2 separate regions of the Mus musculus genome follow, and region 1 is linked to region 2. Evidence: chromatin contacts called from public promoter capture Hi-C data. All regions are on one chromosome and are shown on one strand. The core of a region is the stretch at or near the end of the contact, and the rest is flanking DNA. Distances in the headings are between cores, read along the strand shown.

Region 1 (2,809 bases), core at 106-2,605, 190 kb before region 2:
GCAGCCTTCAGATGAAGCTGTAGAACTCTCAGCTCCTCCAGCATCATGCCTGCTTGGATGCTGCCATGTTCCTGCCTGGATAATGGACTGAACCTCTGAACCTGTAGGCCAGCCCCAGTTAAATGTCCTTTCCGAGACACGTGGTCACGGTGTCTCGAAGCCACAATGGAACCCTGACTAAGAGCCATTCCCTATTTCTTGGCTGTCCTTGCCCTTTGCACTGGTTCCGGGGCACTTCTAGGTTTGTTTTTTTCTGAGACTTTTTTCTTTGCTCACTCTGGCACTCTGAGCCTTCCCTGGCTCAGCTCATCTTCCCTTCGGATAAATGATCCTGTCCTGGCACGTGCAGTTTCTTTTATTTATTTATTTATTTTTATTTTATTTTTTATCTAGTTAGGTTTTTTTTGTTTTGTTTTGTTTTGTTTTTGTCTCCACTTGTTAGGTGTAGTCTCTGGACACATTTCAAAGCATCTTCCAAACGCTTGTGCTCTGCTGTCAAAGGGAGAAAGCTGTGTCCAGATGTTCATGTCTCCCTGAAGGTAGCTCCCTGTTGCTTGAGGCCCCTGAGCTCATTCCTTAAGTTACTGAGAGCTGTTTTGCTTCTCGGTGTTTGATGGTTCTTCTCTTTGTCTGTTAGTGCTCTTGATCCCAGGAAAAGAATCTGTGCTTCTCAGGACTGACAATCAAGTCCCACGTGAATGTATGCAGGAGAAGAGATAGCTACAACCTCAATGAATAACGGCAGATGAGTCCTCCTCACAACTATTTTTCCCTTTGCCCATCCATTTCTTCACCTTCTGTTGCTGTTGTTTGAGAACAGGAATCCCATGTAGCCCAGGGTGGCCTCAAGCTCCCTGTGTAGCCAAAGTTGACCTTGAATTCCCAATGTTCCCATCTCTACCAACCCCACACTAGGGCAACAGCGATGTGCCTCCAGGCCTCTTTTATGGGATGCCAGAGAGGAGGCCCAGAGGTTTATGCACGCTTAGTAAGCTTTCTACCAATCCAGCTACATCCTTAGCCCAGTTTCTCCACACTTCTAGAATAAGTGCCTCAGCTTCCTATTTTCCTTCTGTAATTTGAGCACAGGTACTTGTCTAAGGCTACTGGGGGCGGGGCAGGGGGAGGGGCATCTGCCCGGGTCTCTTCTGGGCTGGTTAGTGTTGCTGTCCAACACTGCACACCTGCCAGTCAGAGCCCACTTCAGTTAGTTTTTTCACTTCTCCTGCTACTTTAACTTGCTCTTCTCATTGTTGACTTATAAAATACTTTGTTACTTTGAGTCGTCCAGGGGAAGGGAGCATTGCGCATGCGTGCAGGCGCCTACAGAGCCAAAGGGTTCCGGATTCTCACGGCGCTCTCTACCACTGAGCCAGCTCTCTGACTCCACCAGAGTGAACTATGACAATCCTCTTTTATATTCCCACACTACTCCGTGACGGCTTCCGAGGGAGCACGGTTTCATGAATGAACAAAGGGAACAAGATTGAGCTGCCAGTTGAGAGCTTTGCTTTATGAAAAATGAAACGCTTTTACAAACCTGGATTTTTTTTAGTACAGCTGGCGTTTCCTGGTCCCACACATGGTTTGTTCCGCCGTCAGTAATGTATGCTTTGCAGGCTGTTACCATCTGATTTGTCACCTAAAATAAAGGTAGGTACAAAGTGGCTATAGGTGAATGGCGTTTAAAAGCATAATACATGCGATAAATAATTAATTTGTGGAGTACATAAGTCACAAAATTAAAAACAACAACAAACAAAACACAAATGAAATCAAAATAAAGAAAACCCAAAACATTTACCTACTGCAATTATGTCACTGTCCCTGGGGTCATGACTCCCAAAGTCAAACACATTTTCTATTTGTCTAGTACACTTCCATTTAAGTCCTGACCTAGTCCAAAGTAATGAATGACAGCCACTTAAAAAGGTTACAGGAGAGGGTTAGAGAGTTGGCTCAGCAGTTAAGAGCACTGACTGTTCTTCCAAAGGACCGGGGTTCAATTCCCAGCACCCATGTGGCAGCTCACAGCTGTCTGCAACTCCAGTTCCAGGACCCAACATCCTCACTAAGGCACGTACAAATGCAAAACACAGAATGCATATACAGGCAAAACACAGATGCACATAAAAAAATTTTTTTTTTTTTAAAAAGGGAAAAAGATGGTTGAGTGGAGGACTACAGATCAATGCTTGCCCTGCATGCTCAAAACCTTGGGTTCCATCACTTCAGACAGGTGAACCTCAGGAGATAGAGGCAGGGGCATCAGAGGTTCAAGGTCATCTGCCCTCCACAACATAAAAGAATTTGAGACCAGCCTGGGAAACATCCTGGGCAGAGGGGGAGAGGGAGCGGGAGGGAGAGAACTCGCCATGGTGGGCTGGTAAGATGGCTCAGCAAGTCAAGGCACTTGCCTCACAAGCCAGGCAACCTGGGTTCATTCCCAGGAACACAGGGAGAGGTAGAACAGAACAGACCCTACAAAGTATCCTCTGACCTCCCCGGGCTGCTGTGGCATGCCAACATCAAACACACACACCACCACACCACTGCCGCCGCAGCTGCCACTGCCGACTAAGACTAGGACTATGACTACGAAGACAAAGGCGCTCACCTTGATGAATAATGACGTCATCCTCTCTGATGTATTATAATACCTCGACACACTGTGAATCATTCTGATGGCATTGATCAGGTTCTGTATCCCGTGTGCCATGGAAACCTAAAGTCATCCAGATACAGGAAGTAAATTCTATCATACACGTGATCCCGGTTTGCTTCCAACGGCTGCGACCACACGCTGCGG
Region 2 (2,840 bases), core at 226-2,725:
GATGGCTGTAGATCATTGGCTAGAACTAGTTGGAGTTACCAACCCTGTAACTAGTCCTCAGTGAACTACCATAGCAATCACTGTTCAGTTTTTATGCCTGGCCAGAGGGTGCATCCCCCAAGCCTTTTTATGGGGTGCATAAGAGTGCTATCAAGGTTTGTTAGGAAGAAAGACGGAGAACTCTATGGGCAACAGATAGCATCTCTTACATTTTGTTTGTGTTTTTAAGTTTGTGGTGCTGGGAATGAAACCCAGGGCTGTCTGCATGCTAAGCAGACGTTCCACTGTGGGCTTGAGTCCCAGCCTAGCATTATTCTGTAATGAAAATCTCTGATCTTGTTCTCTGAAGTTGTTGGTGGTGGCATGACTGCAGAGGCTCTGTATGTAATTGTCATGGCTTTCTGAGCACATTGTTGTTTGGTGACATTTTATGTGTTTATTTGCCCTGGTCCTTTTAGGTTTCTGGTACTCAGTATTCTTACTTTCTCTGAGGATTTATTATTTTGACTCTTAAATAGTTAGGCAGTGTACATTTTAATGATTTCTTATTAATTTCATCAGGGATGAATTTCGCTAAACCTAGGCTCTTATCCTGGGTTCTCTGGCAGACAGCCCGAGGCAGAGACTGAGAGCTGTTGATATTTTCCTTGAGAGGCCCAGGTCCAGGTGTATAGGAGTCACGGGCAAAAAGAAGCGAAGCTTGGAAGGCTGTGGAGAAACGAGATGAGGGTGCCGCTCTGAGCAAATTGCTAAGCAAGCGTGGGCCCTGGTCTTGCCAACTGGTCTGCTTGGAAAGGATTGTGGTGAGGAGGAGGAGAGGAGGGAGTGGAGGAAGAGGAGGGAGTGGAGGAGGAGAGGAGGGAGTGGAGGAAGAGGAGGGAGTGGAGGAGGAGAGGAGGGAGTGGAGGAAGAGGAGGGAGTGGAGGAAGAGGAGGAGGGAGTGGAGGAGGAGAGGAGGGAGTGGAGGAAGAGGAGGAGGTAAACTAGAGCTGTCCTTGGGAAAGAGAAGGAGATGAATTCATCTGCCTGATTTTTTTTTCTCCTCTTCCTAGTTGGAGAGTTGCAGGAAGCAGCCTCCTTTTACACTTCTAACCTGTCCATTTTAGGCTCTCTCTCTCAGGCTACTCAGGATGCTGGATCCTACACTTAGTGTGGGAAGCCACACAAATCCAAAGTAAGTGACCAGGCACTGAGGAAGAGGAGAGGAGAGCAGGAAGTAAGGCAGAGGGGAAGGAGGAGGAGCAGATCCAAGAGAGGACTGGGTTTGGCTTTGTCAGATTGTTTTGGTATTTAGTTAACAGGTCAGGGTTAGATTCACAGAGCAAGCTAGCCTAGTGCTTTGAGACTCAGAGCTTTATGGGTGGGAGTGCTTGCCACCCCACCTGATATGCAGGTTTACTTTGGTCTGGCCTGGGAATCTCCTGTTGGAAGGATTGGCAGCATTCCAGCGCTCACACATCAAACTGCTGGGGGATCTGGGTCAGCATCGACTCCTTGAAGTCATTCTGAAATATGACTGAGGTGGAGTACAGCGGCTCTGGCACGCTTAGGGCGTCCTCTCTCTTCAGCTTTATCACGATTGATGGCTTCTCTGGAATGCTAGACACTTGGAAGTCCCTTGAGTATCACCTTTGAATTCCGAGAGTTCTTACAAGGCCAACTTCGTTTCAAAGAGAGCAGTTTTTGCTTTTTATTCAGTGTGCAGTGAAAAAATTGTGCTGATTTGATGGCAGGTGGGGCACAGTCTGACAGGATGGAGGAGAGGGTGTCCTGGTGGCTCTGCTCTCTGCTGCTTCATATATGACTTCTGTCTTCTTTCCTTATATGTGTCTTTGTTTTCCCATTAATGTTCTTTATCCCGACCACTATGACTGCTTAATAGATTCGCAGAGTAATGGCAGCTGTTTCTGCGTGGGAGATTAGAGGATGAGCTTGTCACAGATGAATGTTAATTGGCAACATCGAGCAGGCCTGAGGAGACTTCCAGCTTCTCGGTCAGAATAGGACCTGACACAGAAGACTCGGACGATCCCAGCATGTCCCTAGCTGAATGCTTTGACTGGCCCTGAAGTGTGCACTGGACAGTACAGGTGGGGCTAGGTGGCTCCCGATCTGCTTAGGAGGTGTGGGAGTTCTTCCCTAGGCCCTGGTTTGAGCTACTCAGATTTTTTTTGTACATATTTTAAAAGGATCTGTGTTCTTCATATGACTTTGGTGACTCTGACATAGTCACCTTAAGTTTGTTGGCTTCTAAAGGCATGGCCTGGTTTTCTGAGGTTTTGTTTTGTTTTAATTTTGTGGAATGTCTGAGTGTTGTTTTATTAGAGTAACAATAACGCATGGAGATAAGGGTCCCCCTTTTTCCTTCTGTCTTCCTGGGGGTACCTTCCCCTTCCCTTGCCTCGGGCTCTTTAAGGTTTTACTTGCATGGCAGATTCAAGGGAATACTTTTTTCCTTCTTTTTGAAGCTCTGCTTATGAGCTAGAATCATAAAAATTCACAAATTGTGCCAAATTTTCTTTTGTTGATGACTGTGATTTAGCCTGTTATGTAACTGTAATGTATAATTTACACATCCTGAAGACCAGCCGTCCTTGTACTGAGCAACTATATTTAACCCTCACTTTCTTTGGGGGGAAGAGAACATTACCAATTATCTTTGAAACTGTATTGTGAGACCGTGCACACTGATCCACCCTCTGCTTCCATTTTTAATTTTTGGTACATCAAGTTGTACGTTCCGACTTATTCTGTGCTTTTCATACATCTGCACCCCAGAGGTGAGGGGCCTGGTGTCTGACGCCGGTGTTCCAGCCCTCTCTTGCCCTCCCTGTCCAAAT

The links. Capture Hi-C pulls out chosen DNA fragments and counts their contacts.
Region 1: a promoter capture Hi-C map of adipose tissue shows a contact between it and region 2. The contact joins two enhancer-like sites. A contact is called at or near these places in 6 of 39 promoter capture datasets (the 3T3-L1 cell line, the HPC-7 cell line, HPC-7-derived erythroid cells and 3 more), 8 of 484 Hi-C or Micro-C datasets (the AML12 cell line, the P5424 cell line, cumulus cells and 3 more) and 3 of 9 other capture datasets (adipose tissue, liver and pancreatic islet).

The regions. Positions count from the first base shown.
Region 1 is chr17:30,656,802-30,659,610 of GRCm38.p6, reverse strand. It overlaps Dnah8 (dynein, axonemal, heavy chain 8), which reads right to left. Exons shown (of 93, transcript NM_013811.3): 10 at 2,618-2,725; 11 at 1,541-1,642. Among named protein-coding and RNA genes, the nearest start is that of Dnah8, 31 kb to the right of the region's middle. Within about 2 kb of position 1,355, at least 105 of the 459 cell types and tissues checked have an H3K27ac peak or open chromatin away from gene starts, as enhancers often do. A contact at or near this core is called in adipose tissue, where this site is marked.
Region 2 is chr17:30,469,621-30,472,460 of GRCm38.p6, reverse strand. All of the region lies in intron 6 of Btbd9 (BTB (POZ) domain containing 9), which reads left to right. Among named protein-coding and RNA genes, the nearest start is that of Btbd9, 110 kb to the left of the region's middle. Within about 2 kb of position 1,475, at least 45 of the 459 cell types and tissues checked have an H3K27ac peak or open chromatin away from gene starts, as enhancers often do. A contact at or near this core is called in adipose tissue, where this site is marked.